Regions from separate parts of the Mus musculus genome. Here region 2 is linked to region 1. A link is a contact called in public HiChIP or PLAC-seq data. All regions are on one chromosome and are shown on one strand. The core of a region is the stretch at or near the end of the contact, and the rest is flanking DNA. Distances in the headings are between cores, read along the strand shown. Region 1 overlaps Spats2l (spermatogenesis associated, serine-rich 2-like). Region 2 holds the start of Kctd18 (potassium channel tetramerisation domain containing 18).

Region 1 (5,544 bases), core at 898-3,397:
CTGGAGTCTGTTTCTTTCTCCAAGAGACTTCAGCATGAGAATTTTGTTAGTTTTTAAAATAAAAAATCTAGTATGATGATCCCACATTTACTTTGTTGTCAAAGAGGATACAACAAGGGGATGTCTTAGCCCAGCACATTAGTGGCGCTCACCGTTGGTCTGTTTATTACACATTACAGAATCTCTTTTATGAGCGAAACAAGACTGGTTTAGAATTGGTTTTAGGTTACATTACTTTTTCTTCTTTTTAAAAAAAAAAAAGACTGAAAATTGCTTCTTAGCACATTATTCATCTCATTTCTATAGAAACATGTTCTTAAAACAAATCATTGAAGTGACAGGAAATTACTCCTTACGTGTCTCTCCAGCATGTTGTCATGTTCACACCTCCTAGAAGAGATAGTACTGAGCTGAGACATGTCCAGACAGTAAGCTGGCACCTACAGACATGCTCCATGACAGTATCAGTGGCATGACTATGACAGAGACTGTGTTGATGGCACAGTGTCAACTATGGATGTGTTTACTCCAAGCAGAATAGTCTGTTTTATTTGCAAAGTCTTTCCTGTTTCTTCCTTTTGCAAATAATAATAGTACTAACAATAATAGTTATATGTGGGCCTTTTGGATCAATGTCAAATACCTCTCCAATAACACACAGTGCTTTCATTACTACTTTGTAGAATTTATGCACAAAATGCTTTTTATATGTTTTCCCCTTCACCTTGTACTAGATGTAGAAAAGAGTACAAGGTTAGTAGTCACAAGAAACTCAAATTCATGTAGTCAAGGCACAAATCTTGTCTCGTTAAAAGAGTAATATTTATGTTAATGTTTTTGAAGCATCCTCACACATTTTCTCATGTGAAAAAATATGGAAACATACGTACATATTTGTTCACTTTAGGAGGTACAGAAATGGACACAAATAGGTTAAAACACAGCTAACATTTTACCAGCTGGAGATGGTCACTGTTGAAGTTTGGTGTTTGCTTTCCTGATACACATTTTGTGGTGGTTGTAAGAATCCATGGTGTGTGTGTGTGTGTGTGTGTGTGTGTGTGTTCTCAACAAGCCTCAATAAAGACACAGAAGTTAGTGCTGAAGAAACAGTGTAGAATAGTAATTAAAAGTGCTTTGAATCCTAAGGGTGTAACTCAAGAGTTCCTGAGTTGAGTCCCTAGTAATGCCCCCAACCCTGGAGTGTTCCAGTTCTGACACCTTGAGGTTCTAGTCCTAGCTATACTAATTATTATTATGTAGTGACTGCAGTTCCAAAACTCTCTAAGTTTCCTTGTCCACTTCCATGAAATGGGCTGGCCATAGTGTATATTCATTATTAGAATTAATAAGAGCATGGCGTTTGGTCTACAGCCTGTGCCACATGTGTGTGAGCTATAGTTACTAGATGAGTTCTTTTTCCTGCTTTATTCACTCAAATTCTAGGGTCAAAAATTTCCTTGTCAGAACATATTTGAAAACACTTAGAATGACTGCATAAATTTCAATATATGAATACACTTAGATAGTATCATTTCCCTAAAGTTTGCTCATTTCTAGTTCTGTGCCACCCTAAAGAACACCACAGTTTATATCCCATACTTTTTTTTTGTATGTGTATAGACAACAGATTCAAAGATGAATCTACTTCTTTTTTTTTTTTACGTATTTTCCTCAATTACATTTCCAATGCTATCCCAAAAGTCCCCCACACCCCCCCCCGACTCCTCTACCCACCCATTCCCATTTTTTGGCCCCGGCATTCCCCTGTACTGGGGCATATAAAGTTTGCCTGACCAATGGGCCTCTCTTTCCAATCTACTTCTAATGGCATTTTTATTGAAAGAGAAGAGATTTCAGATTTTTTTAAATGTTTACCAACGTGCTAGATTAAATGCTGTGTGTTCTTCACAGCAGAGTTTCCCTTCTGCCCTTGCACAGCCCCTTTGAGGGAGGTCTGTCACCCCTAATTTTCAGAGGAAGAAGGTCTGAGGGCAGACAGGCTGCTTGCCCGGAGTCACAGATAGGTAGTGGAAGTACAGGCAGCTGTCTGGTTTGGAAGCACAAGCCTTTTCTATTCTGCCATGCACTCATTCCTGTCTCTTGGAGGCCAGCAGAATGAATAGTCACTATTGTGCTTTCTACAAAATGTCACTGGGTGCCACGTAAAAGATAGGACACTTGGCTGGAACTCTTGGCTTGCTCGATGGCAGTTCCTCTTGTGTGCGGATGTTCTTATATGTCTTATAATGGAGCCTCATTAAAATAAGGCGTTAAGTCAAGGGAAAGCAGCATTGATATGATTACTTGATGAAAGCATTGCATGTGTAGAAGACGTCTATTTAGTCAATACAACAGAAAGCTTCTTTGTTTTTTGTTGTACGGACAAGGTCGGAATCACTAATCTGCCCGGGAGTCAGAGTGCTTCACGTAAATCAGCTAAGGAATTAAGCAGTAAGAACACTTAAAATAAATTGATACTGTCAAAAGAAATTGCACGTTTCTCTTCTTGCTTGTTTGGTATTGATTAGCTTTAGCCATAGGATGGTACTCACTGAAGGAATGTTGATAATACTCTGAGTATCAGTACAGGTATGGGGGAAACTTGAAGTATATTGGGGTATACCCCCGCCAAAGGACTATTTGTGAGCTGCCAAGTTGTCTTTAAAAAGTCGGCTTTGGGAACATTTATCTTGGCAGCTTTCAGATCTGACTCACAGCATGCAGTGTGGCAGCCAATCTTGTAGGAAAAGCATATAATTAATATGACGAAGAAGGCACAGGTATTGCCAGTCAATACCTTACATTGCTCCCTAACAAAGGGGCAATTGAAGTTACTTTTTAATAAGGTGATCGTGGTTTGTCATTCCGTAGATTCTAATTCCTAGGAAAGGCGATCAAGAAATAAATACTGGTTATAATCTTGCATATATAAGAGGTGCTTTGCTGTAGCTTTTACAGCCAGTTACTGTCTAGTCGGGACAGCTAGCTTTGGCTTTTGAATTCTCGAGGTGCGCCATCTCTTGAGCTCACTCACTTCTGTCTTGTGATTGTGCTGCTTTCCTCCAGTCACTCTCATGCTTGAAAGGGAGAAGCCTTAGCTTCAGCGTCCCAGTAAGCAGGAAAGTTTCAGGTCCTGACAGAACTTCTTTACCAACTTGAACTATTGATAATGTCTCCATCCGCATGGAGGTGTTATGGGTGGGAAGTGCCCAACCAGTCAACCTTTAGTTCTTTTCTAAAGATTGGACCTGTTACTTAGTCTACCAGACAAAGAGCTATCCTTCCATGTGCCCCAGATCCTTGACTCTCCAGTGGGGATAATGGGGATTGCAAAGTCACAGATCATTTGAAGGATCAAATATATTGAACGAATCATTTGGCTAACTCAGAAGTTCTTTCCTGCTTTGTTTTCTTAGTCACTAGAGGAGCTAATTTAAAATATTTTCAGATGAACAGTGGCTATATTCATAAACAAGTACCTTTCCTAGGTCTAACCCCACAGGCATTTCTGATTCTTTGCTACCTTATTAGATGATACTGCCACAGGTATTTTCTCTCCTCTGAAACCCCCAATTGCCTAGCTTAGAATCTCTCAAAAGTTGGATGCTCATTCCTGAAGCACAAATCCTTAGAGGATGGAGAGTTAAATTTGAGATTGAGGCTTAAAGAGCAGTCTTTAGAACACTTTAAAGTCCTTTGTAAAGGTAGACATTTAAGCTACATCTGTCATCACAGAACTCAGGAGGCAGAGTCAGTAAGATCACTCATGAGTTAGAGGCCAGCCAGGCTTAAATAGGAAGTTCTAGCACAGCCAAGCCTATATAGCGAGACTCTGTCTCAAATCTAAAACATAGGTATTTGGATTTACTATGCTGTCCTGAAATAGAAGCAAAGATGACATATTTGATATGCATTTTAGCTTTCAATATAAAAGCTGATAAGATGACATTGTAGAATATAATTGTGCTGCTGGAGAGCAGGAAAGATAAGGAGAAGTTAGGAAGCTTGATACCAGGAAAAGTGACCTATGGGCCATCAATCCCCCCCACACCCGTCCTCCCCTCATCCTCTTTATGTCAGGATCAGAAACCCCACCTATCTTCTTCCTCTGCCTTTATCTCCCTGTAATAGAGGGAATGGCCAGGATGGGAACACTCTTGATTGGGCTATATGGTAGGGTGTTTATGAAGATGTCTACAGATAATTAATGGTTGAAATGGGGGGGAGGGTCCTTAGGGGTGGGAGTCGAGTACTAGATATTTTAAACAAATCCCTTTGACCTGAGTGAGCTGACCCAAGGCCCATTGGGCTCAGACCTTGCTGAACATGCTTGGTGACACCTAAACCTGCGCGCTGTTCTCATTTTGGAACTGTGTCTGGCTTTTGCTTTTCCTTCCGCACAGGAAACTATCATGAAATTCCTTCCTTTGCTTTGGTGCCAAAGCTTCATCTCATCCATTTCTTCAGCAGCCATTTCCTGAGTGTCTGCACTGTACTGGGCCTGGTTAAAGGCCAGGGAAAAAGCAGATGTTGGAAAAGAAGCCTGCATACTTCCGTAGAATGTAAGATGTAACTCAGAGTTGAGAAAAGGGAGGGGTGACATTTGTAACTTTTTCCCTTGCTGTACAGTCTACAATAAATTATACTACATAAAATTCTTTAACAGTATTCATTAATGTAGCTGATCCCATTAGGATGGAAATCCTTTCTTTTCTTCTCTTTTTTTCTTTTCTTTTACTGTGACTCAGGAAGCATCCACAGTACACAATTCCAGTGTAGCAGAAGACTTTGGACAGCCCTTGGGAATGAGCCAAAATGGGATTTGACTCGTGTAGCAAGCTCATCATGGTTTTGATATATTTCATTTCTACACGTCAACAAATACCTGGATATTAAAGCCAGTTAAATCAATATTTCTTGAGCCGGGCGTGGTGGCGTACACCTTTAATCCCAGCACACGGGAGGCAGAGGCAGACGGATTTCTGAGTTTGAGGCCAGCCTGCTCTACAGAGTGAGTTCCAGGACAGCCAGGACTATACAGAGAAACCCTGTCTTGAAAAACCAAAAAAAAAAAAAAAAAATCAATATTTCTTGCTGTAGTTAACAGCAGCACACATTCAAAGGAAACACACCCCCAACCACCATACTTTGTTGGATATAAATATACGTATATATGTATGGTATATTATATCATAAGCCTAGCTGAGCAACCTGTCTTCTGGTAGATAGGATGATAATATCAACATATATTTTTAAAGGAATGTCAGAGAAGTGTAGTTTTTGTTTCTTACGTCTCATTTAAGCAATCACATAACTCATTTTGCTCACACTGATTGTAAGAAAAGACACAGTGAAGCCTTGAATTATAGGAGCTGTGATTTCTTTCTCTACCCTTCTCCAACTTCTGTCCCAACCTGAGGACTTCTTCCCTGTGTTTTTACCTTATAAACTTGAATTTGTTCACAATACCATATGTGTATATGATGTATGTTGATATATTCCCCTCACTATTATTTTTCTTCCCCTCTCCACAAACCACTT
Region 2 (4,979 bases), core at 2,287-4,786, 180 kb after region 1:
GATGGTAATTAAGGAATTCAATCCCCCCCAACACCTTTTATTTTTTTGCAGTGATGGACACTGATCTATCCATCCATCCATCCATCCATATCTATCTATCCCTCTCCCTCTCGCCCAACCCCCACTCTCTCCCAGCCTTCCCTGCAACAGCAGTTTCTGCCAGGTACCTGGCAAGCTCTCAGCACAGCCATCAGGTATTCTCTGCTTCCAACCACCAACTGCAGGCAAGGCAGTTTTCAAAGACCCCACCCATGCCCAGGACATCTCCATCCCTCCCCTGTAACACATGGTCCACTGTTCTGGGGCTCAAACAGTGGACAAAAAATATAGAGCTGTCTGGCATCCTTTTGTGCTGATGAAAATTCACTGCAGGTTCTGTGACTCCTATAGTACTCGAAAGAAAGAGACCACCCAGAGCTCTATCCTTTATGATGTAGTTCTCTGAATGACCCACAACATGAACTTGCCATTTTTCAACCACACACATCAGCTCACACAGAACTGTATAGCTAGGCCAAGCCCTGAGTACAGCACTGACGCTACAATGGCTGCTTCACCAGCTATGAGGAGAGTTGCTTCTCCAGGGAAATACTTGTTCTTCCTTGAAGAGCACAGAGAGAAGCTAACATAGAATTTGCCTCAACACCATCATCCATATTGTCGCATGAAAGCAACTACTTTCAAACTACTGCTGATGTCGGGAATTAGGCCATGGCTGGCATTTTGTACTGTCTCATGTCTTTGTCAACTTTTAGGAACAGCACCACAAATTTTAAAACTGGCATTTAGTTTCTCTATGTAGTTAATGAATCTCCATACAGCCATAATGAGCTAAGTAATTAGTAGGCTAATATAATACATTCCAACACAATTAATAAAATCAAAAGGAATTTAAAATAGACTCCCACTTTAATGAGCATTCGCTCAGGCTCAGACTTTAGACATTTACCAGATTCATCTGTTTTTAGAGGGAAACGACCACTAAACATAGATGCCAGCATAGAATCCTTAAAGCGGCACAAAGACTCTCGCCGGGCTGTGTAGATGCAGCCACCCACATTCAGCCGAAGGATATCTAGCACGTCTTCTGCTTCATGGCCTGCCATTGCTCCCTTCGATGCCTGAAGTTCTGCCTTAAGCATTCAGAAACTTTGAAACAGTAGCAGTCCCAGACCTCTGTAAAAACAAAGGACAAATACCTTGTTGAAAACAAATGGACAGGCTAATATATTTCAATACAATCACACAGACTCTATTTCACGTGGTATGAAAGGCGTCTGAGATATGCTGAGTTGGGAAAATCTGTGCCTGGGGTTTTATAAATAGACAGTAATATAAATCACAGCTGATAAAGTGACTGTTTAAAGAATTATACAAGATAATGCACAGGCAGGCACAGGTAAAGCAAAGGCAAGACAAGCTTATGATTTTTTGGCACTCACGTGTTTTTAACAAGTCTGAAGGAACCATCTAGACTGCAGAAATCAGTGTGTAACACAGACAAAAGGTTTTACCACTTATAATCTTTGGCTTCTTGGATACATCGTTTATAATCACTTTCTTGTTTCCTTATCCATAAGATGGAGGCAGCAATGATCCAAAGAGCTCCAGAGGAGTAATTAAGGTAACACACACAAATCATGTGGCACAATAAATGACAGGCCATGTATGATCCTACAAAATTTCCCTTAAGGTATACACTGAGGAACTTGAAATAAAACTTTGGAGATTAAAGAAACAAAGAGCAGAAATTAAGGATAACTGGAATCATTACATTGTAGTTAACTATATAATTAAGTAATATATCATTAACTGAGATCAGAATTCTATTTATGCCAAGGGCTAGAGAGATGGCTAAGTGGTTAAGAAAACATGGCTATTTTTACAAAAGACCCAGGTTTAATTCTCAGTACCATATGCCTTACAATGATAGTCTGTGACTCCGGTGATCTGATAACCTCTTCCAGTCTCTAGGGGCACTGCCCATCTACAGCACACAGAAACAAGGCAGGCAAAACACCCATGTACACAAAAACAAATAAAATGTCCAAAACTGAATTCTATTTCTACAGACTGCTCTAGATCCTTAGGTCACACCCTGTCTGTCATCCAGCTCCTTCGCTTTAAAACGGACAAGGTTGTGGGGAAGAGCTCTCTATGGAATCTGAAACGGGCTAAAAGACAAAGTTTAAGATCCTCACCCCTGGAAATCTGCAGCTTCTACACTTTCATAGTAAGTGAAAAACTTACTGCTAAACTCAACTGAATCCATGCCAATTCAGTGTTACTAAATGATCAACTAAAATCCTTCCCCACAGACACCAACTTCACCATATGCCATTATGAATCTGAGAAAAGGACAATAGACAAAATTCATTAGGAACCCAACAAGGTCCAGGCCTCCAAAAACACTTACTGGCGTGACCTCCTGCTGCCTTAAAGTCCTGGAAGTAGCACTCTAACCAATCATGAAGCAGAGCAACCAACTGGTTCACACTGTTCACAGACACCTGCTCTCTAGAATTTTCTCATGTTCGTACATAAAGATTCATCTCTTGCAAGATCTTTCTGCGCGGAATTGGTACCCCTGCACAACAAACTCTCATACAGATCTTACACCATGTGTTTAAATCTCTATTTTTTTTTAATTTTTATTTTGTCCATAAGCCCAATAAAAGCAAAGGCACTGCCATTCTTAGTAATCTCCATTTACTGAATGCTTATTGTGTATCTGACACTGTGAAGAAACATTACCTAATTCATAGAAAAACTTTATCATACAAATTTTACTGTCCCTACTAACACAGAACACTAGGGGCAAAAAATTCACTGATGTGTGTGGTGTCTACACAGACTTGCCTGATAATAAGCAGTGGAGCCTGTCACAACCCAGGGCAGCCAGGTGAACCAGAAGGGCCAGCTTCAGGTTCTCACGGATGCTCCCACAGACCATCCCTTTAACACAACTTCCACCTGGTTTAGGCCCTTCACTGACTATCAGCTGCCATTTGGGGACCGCAGCCCAAGGCCAGGCCCCGTGATGACACTCCTCGATGCACCCACTGAGGACTCTGTTGTGAGAAGGCAGGGTTCCCGCACGATGCACCAAACCGTCGAGGATGTCTGCTGAAAAGGCAGACTCCCGGCCACATCAGGGTCTGATTCACAAAGTCTGAGAGGTGGGGACGGGCGCCGACTACACTTTTGAGAAACACAGCTCATGGGGCTCACGCCCCTTCGCCACGGCTGGACAAAACCGGGAAAGATGGGGAATCACCAGGCCCCGCCAAAGTCTTCCTGGGCCAGCGGACCCCAATTCGGTCTACAACGAAGCCTGGTACCCAAAGCGCCCGTTTCATCAGAGAGGCCGGCCGGGGCCTCCCTCAGGATGCCCCGCAAGGCTTCGGGGCCCGCCACCCACCCGGAGCCCGGTTCCTCCACACCGGCGGGCGGAGCGGCGACTGCTTACTGACCTGCGGCCGCCAGTCCCTGGGCGCAGCCGCCCAACGCAGCCGGGCCCGGACGCGGAAGTAAGCCGTCGCCTACTCGGATGCTCCACGATTGGTAGAGCGGAGCAACCCGCGGCGCCCCCGTGCGGTCCCAACGTGCAGTGCGCCAAAAGGGAGGCCTCGCCCCGGACCCGCCCCGCCCACGGGACGGCGGTGGCCACGCCCCAAGAACGTTCCTGAATTTTCCCGGAGTCTAGGCCCCTCTGGTGGAACAGGATGTTTTCCAGCCCCAGGGGAAGCTACTCCATTAACATATTAGAACTTGGATCTACCCATTTGCATAGTTTGTGGCGTGCAAAGCTTTTCCACAAGGCACACTTTATACCTGTAAAAGATGGTGGTTGGTTTCTAAAAATATTTATTAAATCTTTGGAAATTTCATACATCAGAATTAAGATGGTAGTTTTATTCTTGTTACAGGAAGGAAAACCGAGGAGGGAGGACAACCCTCCATTCAACATTCTTGCACACCCAGCACTGTATTAAGTCGCTTGTAGAACTATTTAATTTCTTCTTAATAAAACCCCCATAACACTTAAATCTTCCAACTGTATAGGGCTATGTATTTCAAGATGAGTGAAACAGTCCTGTTTTCCGGGCACTTCGCTCCTTACTAGATTCTAAAGTCCTCTTTTACAGGTCTTAGGAAAGAAGCCAGCCAGAAGTATGGCAGCCTGCCCTTCAGCTAAAAAGTCTTGGGAGACAGGGAAGGTTTGTTCAAGCTGCCGTGATTTCTCACAGGATAGAGACCAGGCTCTGAGAATGGAGCGCTGGCCAAGACAGTGTCAATAGTTTACATTTTAGTATTTTTAATCACTGTAACCAAAAGACCTGACACACACAACTTAAAGGAGTGAGGGTTTATTTTGGCCCTGAGTTTCAAAGGTATCAGTTCCTAACAGCAGGGAGCATAGAGTCCCAACCCATGGGATGACGCTAGCCAATTCAAAGTAGTATTTCCCTAACAGTAGTCCTCTCTCCAAATGCCCACGTAGACACATGTAGGCATTTGCCTCACCTATCTTATCTGGGAAAAAAAAAATTCTGCATTTTAAGCATAGCTGATCGATCAGCTTTCCTAGTGTGGTGTGAAAGTAGACATAGACAATGAAAGAAACTGAATTGAGCAGTGCTGTATTTCAGCTTTATATGGGCAGTGAAAGTAAATTTTCTTATTGCATGAGTCAGGAAATATTCTTCAAAATGAGATTTCTTTTTTTTTTGTAACATTAAAATATGTAGTATGTATTCTTAGATCATGGACTGTAGAAAGCCCATGGCTGCCTCCTCTTCCTCCTCTTTGGGGCGGGGGTGGGGGTCAAAACAGACACCAATCAAAATAGTTACAGAGGATAATGGCTACCTCAGAGTAGAGGCAGGGCAACGTTGAGTTGAAATGAATGAAGCTTGAATGGAGAGTCCCTCACTGGTTGGTAGGACTTCACTCCAAGAGCTAAAAACGTGAATGTG

Evidence for each region. HiChIP or PLAC-seq counts read pairs in DNA pulled down with a chosen protein or histone mark.
Region 2: an H3K4me3 HiChIP or PLAC-seq map of stem cell-derived neural progenitor cells shows a contact between it and region 1, with 18 read pairs. The contact joins the promoter of Kctd18 here to the enhancer-like site in region 1. A contact is called at or near these places in 6 of 484 Hi-C or Micro-C datasets (embryonic limb bud, epidermal suprabasal cells, nephron progenitors and 3 more), 4 of 115 datasets of contacts at active chromatin or transcription factors (craniofacial prominence, embryonic hindbrain, embryonic stem cells and 1 more) and 3 of 9 other capture datasets (adipose tissue, embryonic stem cells and liver).

What each region holds. Positions count from the first base shown.
Region 1 is chr1:57,787,909-57,793,452 of GRCm38.p6, forward strand. All of the region lies in intron 1 of Spats2l (spermatogenesis associated, serine-rich 2-like), which reads left to right. Among named protein-coding and RNA genes, the nearest start is that of Spats2l, 16 kb to the left of the region's middle. Within about 2 kb of position 2,148, at least 24 of the 459 cell types and tissues checked have an H3K27ac peak or open chromatin away from gene starts, as enhancers often do. A contact at or near this core is called in stem cell-derived neural progenitor cells, where this site is marked.
Region 2 is chr1:57,966,548-57,971,526 of GRCm38.p6, forward strand. It overlaps Kctd18 (potassium channel tetramerisation domain containing 18), which reads right to left and starts at 3,537. Exons shown (of 7, transcript NM_001159864.1): 1 at 3,474-3,537; 2 at 950-1,176. The coding sequence starts at 1,142.